Regions from separate parts of the Mus musculus genome. Here region 2 is linked to region 1. The links are chromatin contacts, called in public Hi-C maps. All regions are on one chromosome and are shown on one strand. The core of a region is the stretch at or near the end of the contact, and the rest is flanking DNA. Distances in the headings are between cores, read along the strand shown.

Region 1 (5,037 bases), core at 1,119-3,618:
ACCACACAGAGCGCTGTGACCGTGGTATCTCCTCTCATATTCACAGTTATGCTATTTGAAGGTAATAACTATCTCCTTTTAGAAATAAAGACAAGTTTCTGGGAGAAATAGGACAGGCTGCCAACAACAGACTCAGGATCAGATGTGCAAGGCCAGCGGGAGCACCCTGAACCACAAAGCATCCCTCATTCTCCTACCCTGAGCTGGCCTGGCGTTTTTAGGAATATAATGACAATGGCTACTCAGGAATAAGTCAAAGAGGCAGTGACACCACTGTTGCTCCTATTCCTGGACTGTCACATCAACCCAGGCCCTGTTACTTTCCACTTCCTCTAAGAACAGTCTGGCTCTGGGTTTTCACCCTGGCCCCATGTTCTCCCTTTAACTGGGGGCCTTCAAGAGATTATCCTGTTCTTACCCTTTAACTAGGCAGTGACTGCTGGACTATTCCCACAATCGCTTTTGTGCAATACTGCAGGTGGAATCTAGGATCCCATGCATTCAAAGCGATCTTCTGCTGAGTTAAATCCCCAGATCTCGTTTCTGAGACGGGGTCTCACTAAGTTGCTCAGGCTGGCTCTGAACTCATTCTGGACGTCAGATCCTTTCACGTCAGATCCTTTCTCAGCTCCTGAGTAGCTGATACTACAGGCACACACTACTGGACACACACACACACACACACACACACACACACACACACACACACACACTGTGTTGTTTTTAGAAACAATGTAACCTTTGTTCAGACTCTGCAATCCTCCTGCCTCAAGCACCACAGTGCTAGGATTCCATGTATGTGCCACTTTGGAGGCTCACACACACCCCCTTTTAAGACCTAAACAAACTTAAGCCTTACCCCAAACCACAGAACTGGATCCAAGATTTGACCCACAGTCTGTTATTCTCAAACCAACATTTCTTCCTCCCCACTACAAGGTCTCAACATCAGAGACAAAGCAAGCTCAAAACTAACAGAGTATATGTCCAACTTATTTAACCCGAGGCTCCTCAACATGACACTTGACATTTTCAGCTAGATCATTCTTTGTTATCCCTTGCGTTATAGGATACAGAAGAGCATCCCTGCTATCTACCTATAGATGTCACTAGCATCTCCTCTTAAGAGTTTGACAACCAAAATGTCTACAGACTTTACCAAATACATGAGGATGAAGAGACTTGCTCCCAGTAGAGAACCACTGGTCTTGTTCTTTAAGAGTCTGTTCTGACTTTCCTAGGACCACTTCATGAAATACATCAAAATCTCAATTATTAGAACTACAGAAAATCAGGATAGGCCACCCACACTCCAAACAAACAACGTTCTTTTCTGTCAAAGACACCACCAATAAATACTCAGCACAAGATAAGGTGCTAAATAAATGGACATTAGTTAAATAATAAAGAAAGGAATCGATTGATCTTGCTAAGGCCACAAAGTCGGTGATTTGCTTTTTGTTATTGGTTGGTTGGTTTTGTTTAGTTGGGACAAGGTCTCACTTTTTCGAATTCTCCTCTTCTTGCATCCGGAGTGCTTGTAATACAAGGCGTGTACCACCACGCCCGGCTACGGTCCGTGGTCCGAGTCGAGTCTAACGATTACAGCAGACTCGGGATTTAAATGTGTCTCCTCTTTTTCCCCCACATTATATGTGGGCCTCACTATTCAAAGTCTGGGTACAAATCAAACGGGAATCCTAGCATCTAGGGCCCCCTAACCCCAGAGCGCTGCTTCCAATGCAATTTCCCGGTTCTCAGGTCCCACGAATGAGATCTAAGGATTCCCATTCCCGCCCAGAAACACCTCTGGTCCGGAATCCAGGCTCGAGATTCTCAGCAAGCGACCGGGACCGTCCAGGCAGCCGGGCGGAGGACTGCCTTGGACCATGACGCCCCTTCCCGGGCCCGACTCCCCCAGCCAACGCGGGCCCCGGCGCCCGCCCCCACCCCCGCGGCTCCTTACGAAGCTGAGCGTGGGGCCTGGGCCGCCCTTCCTCTTCGGATTCCCTGGGCCCGCCGCGGCGGAGGCCGGTGGATCGGGTCGCTGCGGGCCCGGGGGTGGCTCCTCCTGCCGCTGCCGCTGCTCCTCCTCCATCTTCCGCTTGAACAGCTCCAGGAAGCTGCCATCGTTGGCAAACAAGTTCACACCGCTGGACACCGGACTCGAGCCCGACACCTCGTCGTCCCCACTCTCGGGTGACGTTCCCGGTCCCGACTCAGCCCATCGGCTCCTGCCGCTGCCCGCCGGGCCGGGCGCCTCCCGACCCGGAGGCTCCGCCCGTCTCCCTCGGGCAGCCATTTTGTGGCCAGATGCCGTGCAAAGGACGTCGGGAAAGGCTCTCAGACCGCGCGCTTGGCGCGGGACTGGCTTCGTCTGGAGCAATGCATGCTGGGAAGAGAGGTCGGAACCCAGAAGCCAACGCAGAGTGGGCGGAGCTTAGGTGGGGCCAAAGGGTTCTGACCTGGCCACCAGGCGATGGAGCCCAGAAGCCGGTCCCTTTCCTTCTGGTCCTCGGTTCCCTAATCCTGCTAGATACGAGTTAGCTAAGCAGCCAGAAGCTCCCCGAGAATGGGACCATCGTTTGGGACCCAGGCCCCCTGTAAGGGCTAAGAGAACAATCCCAGGCAGCCACCAGAACTCTGTAACTGAACGGATCTTGTTTGGAGCCTGTGTTTTCAATTGTCCCTTGGGAACTTGTGTGGCCCCTAACTAGGTCTACAAAGCATATCTAACTTGATACCTCCTATTAGAATGGAAGCATCTCCAGGTTTGACATCTGTCTCTGAAGTTAATCTCTTAGCTTGAAATAAAAATACCGCTGGCAGCGGGGCGTGGTGGCGCACGCCTTTAATCCCAGCACTCAGGAGGCAGAGGCAGGCGGATTTCTGAGTTCGAGGCCAGCCTGGTCTACAAAGTGAGTTCCAGGACAGCCAGGGCTACACAAAGAAACCCTGTCTCGAAAAACCAAAAAGAAAGAAAGAAAGAAAGAAAACCGCTGGCTGCGTGCAGCTAGACACTGCCTGAGATTAGTATTTAAAGAGGCTGGAGCACTAAAATGAAGCCGAACGTATTTCCAGGCTGAGAACCTAAGACTTAATGTTTTGAGCTGCGTACTGCATGAAGGGACTAAGGACCCTTGTATTCTTTCCCAAGGACAGGGACTCGATTAAAATTGCATTTGCTGAACTTGGAGCACACCCAGAGAGAAAGCAGAGTGCCAAGCGCAATAAGAGTTTCAGAAATTAAAGTTCTTTCTACAAGGACGACTTGTTGCAGGAATCATTCCTGCCCAACATGGGAGTTCCGGGAACACAGGGGGAAAGTCTGCATACTCTGCAGCAAATGGAGTCTTTTAATCGACCCTCAGCCAAATAACCAGTTCGTTCGTAATTGGTTTGCGACAGAAACCATGTGGCTCACAACCAACTGGGTAACTGGAGGACCGGAAGAGATGTTGAGGTCCAACACAGAAAGTAAGGGGGAAATGATAATCAGGAAACTGAGCCTATGGAATCAAGAGCTACCTCTGCTCTAACTTCACGCAAAAAGCTTGGCCAGGATGTTTGCCTGGTTGCTAAGGAGAGGTTGACGCCTGCAGGGACTTGAGCGTGACTAGTGGAAGTAAGACAAGATTCATCCAATGAAAAGAGTGCCGCAAGACTCAGGGCCCAATCAGTGAAGAGCAGTAGTCTGGGTCATACCAATATGTCCGCGAGACAGGGGAATCCTTAGAAAACTACAGACAAAAGTTCACAAAGGTGAGCCCTTGACTCATAAAATGGTGAAAAGATAGCGCTCATTATCTCCAAATGTCAATGCAGGAGTAAAATAAGTCAGACTTCCAGCCTGTACAGGGCTGTGGCAGACTCATTTCCCCTGTACGTATTTAGCACGTGGTGCGCCCCGATTAATCACGTGAGCCGGGTCCAAGATGGCGGCGGGGGTGGCCGGGTGGGGGGTTGAAGCAGAAGAGTTCGAGGATGCACCTGATGTGGAGCCGCTGGAACCCACGCTTAGCAATATCATCGAGCAGCGTAGCCTTAAGTGGATCTTCGTCGGGGGCAAGGGTGGCGTTGGTAAGACCACCTGCAGGTAAGGAGACTCTAGCGGGGCCCAGAGGACGGGTGGGATGTACCACTGGACCAAAGGGAGGACAGGGACCGGCTTTCTCTTCCCGAGCGGGGCAAAGCGAACTGAGCATGGCTCTACGGGGTTGTTTCTCTCTGGAAATTACTGCAGCCTGCTGAAGATACCTCCTGAATGCAAGCCTAGCATCCTGGGTTGGATCATCTCTCTTTGGGTCTTGTGAATTCAGCGTGTGGGATGTGCAGAGGAACACGTAAATCCCGCAGCCCGCCGGACAGTACCCCCCCCACCCTCCCCCAGGGAGTTCAGAGTAGAGGGAGCGACACTAAGGCAAGCTGTCTTAGTATAACAGACTTCTATTTGATGCCAGAGAGGGAAGAAGTAAAACGGAGTGGAAAGGGCACGTGATTATGGTGCCTCGGTTCGTTGAGAGGTGAAGTACATTGTCCTGAACAAGTAGAGGGAGGGAGGGAAAGCATTCTGCCTGCTGGACAGCTGGTTTGTGCCACTGAGTGCCAAAAAGGGAGGGGAAAAAAAAGCAGAAACAGGCATTCAAAAAGATCCTATCAGTCAGCTGAATATTGCACACCAGTCCTATCGGAATCGAAGTCAGGTGGTGATTTCTTCAAGGATTAAGTAAGGCTTGATCTCACTGGGACCTATACATTGGTCATAAGGTCCTTGCAGATCCAGGTTTCTGTGGCCTGACCTTGCAGATCCTGCTACAAACACCACTACCAAAACTGACTCCTCACTCCTCATCTTCTCACGTTTCTTTTTCGCAGCTGCAGCCTGGCAGTCCAGCTGTCGAAGGGACGTGAGAGTGTTCTGATCATTTCCACAGACCCAGCTCACAACATCTCAGATGCTTTTGACCAGAAGTTCTCCAAGGTGCCTACCAAGGTCAAAGGCTATGACAACCTCTTTGCTATGGTAAGTAAAGCTGG
Region 2 (5,037 bases), core at 1,399-3,898, 3.2 Mb before region 1:
ACACACACAATAAGTAAATGAAAATTTTAATAACTAAACTCCCTTAAAAGCTAAGAAACTGGACCACGAAGATCGGAAAGGAATGGAATCACTGAAAACCCAGAGTCTCTTAACAAACCTTAGGAACTATTCACTGCATCTCTCACACTAGGAGGGCCACTCCTAACTGCTGCCGTCTTCTTCAGGGTAAGAATACAAGTCTGATGGAGTGATAAGCCGCTTAGCAAGTTTACAATCAGTTTTTAAGCAGTAATCCCTCAGGGAAGTGAACATTCCTCCCTGATCCTTCTGAGGGCAAGGCAGTATCCGAAGCTTCTGCGTGGGAACTTTTTCAGGATTAAGGGGCAGCCAGCACTTTGGATTTATAGCATATCTTTTCTAGAAACAGACCAGAGGCATCAGTGAAATGCAGCTAGGGACCTTCCAGGTATTATTTGACAGTGATTACCTAAGCAGAGCTCACTCGAGGAAGACAAGACCACCAGAACCCTCAGCATTAAGTTGTTGCCACTAAACCACAGGTTTATGTTTGCCATGGGAAGGCTAACAGGATGGAACCACAAATCTTTAATGTAAGGTGATGACCATGGAGAGCGCCCTTGAAGCTGGCAAAAATGCCTGAGCCAGGAAGGATCTCCTCTGGAAAACGAGGGCAGCTATGAGGCATTCCCCAGCATCACTCCTGAACCACATGACTGCATTTTTCCATAAAAGGTGGGAGTTGTAATAGTAGTGTACTGAGCAGACACCAGCCCACTACAGCAGATGGAACCCACCAACTCATTTTACCAAACCTTCAAAAAGGTACACACAACTATCTCTCCTTGCCAAAACCAGGGCAGAGCTGACTGGGTGAGTCTAAGAAAGTTCACACGGGATTACTGATTGATTTCCTGAGGCCTAACTACAGATCAGTACCTGAAAACGAGAAACTGCCCTCAAAAACCTTCAGAGCTGGTTTTCCATACTGGAGCTACACAAACCACACTCTACACTTCTCACACACACACTACACCAAAATCCAAAAGCATAAGTTTATGAAAAGGGAAAAAAAAAGAACGAGAAGAAAAGACTCAGTAACCTAATCCAGCCAACACAGGGGCTCTTCCCAAAGGAAAAGCAGGCTGGAAACATTCCCAGCTTATGTACATAATTCACTAGGGCTCAGGTAAGATTCCATTTTGTAAGAGCTGAACTTTAAACACAAAGTCACCGGTGGTGCAACATTCACACACTAACACCAGCACCCCTAAATGAAAACCACTGCTACCTCTGCCACAGTGACAACCTCACAGTGAGAAGCTGCCGACCATGAACTCCTGCAAAGTTCTGTCAGGGCTCAGAAAAGCTCACCATCTATGACAACTTCAAGCTAGCTGTCACTCAGTGCTTTCTGCTCACGACAGACATGGCAAACACTGGCTTTTTTTTTTTTTTTCCTTAAGTAAATATAAAAGATGGGCCAAAGGATCAAGAGCAGGCAGTGTCTTTCAGGGCTGAGGAGATTTTCGTCGTGGACTGGGGGAGGGGAAGGAGCATTCTGGATGTTTCTATTCTTGGCAAGAAGAGCACCTCCTGGTCCTAACATCTAAAGACGCTAAGGCAGAAACGTTCTCAGGAAGTTAACTAGCCCGATGCTAAGGGGCTTCATCTTGGGGTGTGGTGGTGGGGAGCAAGGTGTGGAGGACAGAAAGGGATCAGAGGGCAGGCTGAATTCTAGAGCATAGAAAGATCCAGGAGAAGGACAAGCAAGAATGCATCGGGAAGGTGTGGACAGTTAGGAGAGGAGGAAGGTAGAGATGACTACGAAAAGGAGAGGATAGCTCCACTTTTTCCAAAGGAATTCCAAAGAAAGGTCCACCGAGACTGGTCAAGCTATGAAGGAATGAATGGCCACCGATGCTCTGGAGGCCCCACTGGGGCTCCCCATCCCCCACCCATCATCCCCCCCTCCCGCCTGTGGGCGTGTTCCCCGCTGTGCGGGTGTGCCGACCCTCCAAGACGCAGGCCACGACGCCAGCACTCACCCCACGACTCCCTGGTTGTAGTTCCGTCGCTTCCACGGGGTCCCGCTGTACACGCCCCCGCCGCCGTCCGCCCGTCCGCCTCCGGCCGCGCGCCCTCCGCTGGGCTGCAGCAGGCTGTAGTTGAGTCCGTAGGTGCTGGCCTTGTTGTCACGTTTCCTCTTGTTGCTGCTGCCCGAGGCCGGGTCGGTAGACTCGGAGGCGGGGAGTGCGGCCGCCGGTCGCGGGGACGAGGGAGCCGATGGGACCGGCGACGCCGAGGGGCCCGCCGATGCCCGCCGTGCCCAGGCCGCCGGCTGGTGGTGATTGTTGTTGTTGTTGGTCGTCTCCAGGGGCAGGAAGTCCCGCTGCTCCGCGGGCACGGCGAGGCCGCCCAGTGGGCGCTCCCCCGAGCGGAACATGCCGGCCGGGGCCGGGGCCGTGCCGCCGGGGCTGCCGGGGCCGCTGCCGCTCCCGCCGCTCGCGCTGCTCGCGCCGCTGCTGTGACAGTGGTGGTTGAAGTAGAGGTTCCTCAGCCCCTGGGTCGTCTCCCAGATCTGCATCCACAGACTATTGGACGGTCCGAGCTGCTCTGGCTGGAACCAGGCGATCCTCGGATCCATCAAACGGCGGCGGCCGCTGCCCCCGCCCCTCCCGGCCGCCCGCAGGGCCGCCGCCGCCGCCGCTGCCTCAGGCGCACGCCCGCCCTCGGCCGCCGCCGCCGCTGCCACCCGGGTTCCGCCACGGGCGGCGCGGTAGCGCAGGGAGCCTGGCCGGCGCCGGCGGCGTCGCTCCCGCCCTCGGGGCTCGCAGGCCCTCCCCCCTCCCTCCGCCCCTCCGCCGAGCCCCTGTCACCGGGGTTCCCGTGCAAATGGCGGCGGCGGATCCCGAGAAGGGCGAGCGGCGGCGGCGGTGGTGGCGGCGGCGGCAGCAGCAGCGGCGGCGGCGGCGGCAGCGGCGGCGGCAGCGGGACGCGCCTGCTCCGTAGCGTCCGTGCTGCTCGGCCCCGGGGCGGGGCCTCCGCCGGCTCCGCCCCTCGCTCCGCTCCGCCTGCCCCGCCGCCGCGCTCGCCCCGCCCCGTCCCTGCTGCCAGCCGTCCGCGGGTTCCCCGAGGCCGCACCGCGCGTCACAGAGGCCGCGGCAGGCTGCAGGCAGCGGGGCCGCAACCGCCTGGTCAACCGTCCCGCGCTAGCTTAGCTGGGGTCGCACGTACCTGGGCCTCCGGGCACCTCGGACGCGCGCGCCGCCGCAGGACTCTGTTGCCGCTCAAGCGCCGCCGAGGCACACGAGGCGGCTGCCGACTCCGCGGAAAGTGACTGGTTTGCGCCGCCCACCCCGCTCCGGACCGCCGGCTCCGCCCCTCGGTCCCGGCGCGGCCCCGGGGCTCCTGGCCGCGCGCCGCGCGAGCACGAGAAGGGCGGGCTTCCGCTCAAGGGCCGGGTTAGCACGCGGCTGCACGCGCATCTCGGTTCCGGAGCGGTCTCAGCGGCCTCTGGGTCGCGAGTGCTGGCACCGCTGCCCGGCTGGAGGGCCACACAGCGCGGCTGTTCCAAGGTGCACTTACGAGCTCAAAGCCCCTCAACTTTCATAACTAAGAATACTCGAAGCCTTTTAAACCTAAAATCACACTACCGTTGCGGTTAATGATCGTTTTTCATAGAATGCCCATTTGTGTAGCTTTCTTCTGGCGCGAAAAATAACCAAAAAGGGGGCAGGGGGTGGTTGTCAGTAATTAACATTATCCAGAAGACTAGAACACTTACTGTGCGCATGCTTCAAGCTCGCTGCAAATTCCAGAACCGAGTCCCTGACTGACACTTGAGTTTTGGCTCTGTGCCCAGTTCAATATCCTGGAAAGTTTGGGGTGGTGGTGATTGGTTTTGTTTATTTACTTATTTTGCAAAGGATTAAAAATCTGTTTGTCACAGAATGAATCATTGCTCTACGTTTTTTCTTAGGGGGAAAAAAAAAAAAAGAATACAATGACCACTGGCTGAGCTAATTGTAACTCTATTAGAGTGCTTGCTTAGCACACGAAATGCCCTGAGGTTGGTGCCAGACCCTCAGCAGGAAAGGAGAATCTCCGATTCATGGCCATCCATAGCTACATAACAACTTGAGACTCAAGCCCTCCTTTTCCGGACGGGGACACACACACACACACACACACACACACACACATGAAAGTGAAGACACACTATTAAATGTTTCCATTTCTTCCCCAAGTCTCTGTACAATACATGTCAAAATACAAGACATTCAGTTATTTTGCACTTTTCTGCAAATGTCATGTTATAAGTCACTGCCATTGGTATTTTTTTACATTTTTGTATATTTAATTTTTTTTCCATTACAATAGTACCTTAACAAAAGTTATTTGTTGTATGTGAGCTATTTTTTTTTCTTTCAGCAAATGTGAAGAACTACTAGAGGCTAGCAAAAATGATCAAATAAGATGATATACAAGAGCACTTTATAGGAGCTGGAGATGGCTCAACCTTTAAAGCCTCTAAGAGTACTGGCTGCTCTTCCAGGGGACCCAAGTTCAAATCCCGGCACTCACATGGCAACTCACAACTGTCCAGTTCCAGGGGATCTGACACACAACACAGACTTACATGCAAGCAAAACTCTAATGTACATAAAAATAAAAAATTGTAAAAGTACTTTATAAATTCAAATGTAAGCCGGGCATGGTAGCGCATGCCTTTAGTCCCAGCATTTGGGAGGCAGAGACAAGCAGATTTCTGAGTTCAAAGCCAGCCTGGTCTACAGAGTGATTTCCAGGACAGCCAGGGCTATACAGAGAAACCCTGTTGTCCCGTCCCCCCCCAAACAAACAAAAAAAAAAAACCCAAAAATCAAAAACAAAAATAAAATCAAATCAAATGTGGGTGAGCTACCACCCTCAGGGATATCATGCAGCAGCAAGGAATGCTGGCTGCCCAACCCTGCCCAGTCGGCCCAGTCCTGCCTGTAACTTAGCCACTCCTTCAAGCTGTCAGCAGATCCTGAGCTATCTATCCTCCACACA

The links. A called contact is a pair of places that touch in the nucleus more often than the background predicts.
Region 2: a contact with region 1 is called in a Hi-C map of B cells, with 5 read pairs. The contact joins the promoter of Tent4b here to the promoter of Trir in region 1.

What each region holds. Positions count from the first base shown.
Region 1 is chr8:85,024,164-85,029,200 of GRCm38.p6, reverse strand. Trir (telomerase RNA component interacting RNase) reads right to left here and starts at 2,368. Exons shown (of 3, transcript NM_026760.3): 1 at 1,967-2,368. The coding sequence starts at 2,302. Get3 (guided entry of tail-anchored proteins factor 3, ATPase) reads left to right here and starts at 3,914. Exons shown (of 7, transcript NM_019652.2): 1 at 3,914-4,096; 2 at 4,876-5,023. The coding sequence starts at 3,936.
Region 2 is chr8:88,197,493-88,202,529 of GRCm38.p6, reverse strand. Tent4b (terminal nucleotidyltransferase 4B) reads right to left here and starts at 2,648. Exons shown (of 12, transcript NM_001372333.1): 1 at 2,028-2,648. The coding sequence starts at 2,626.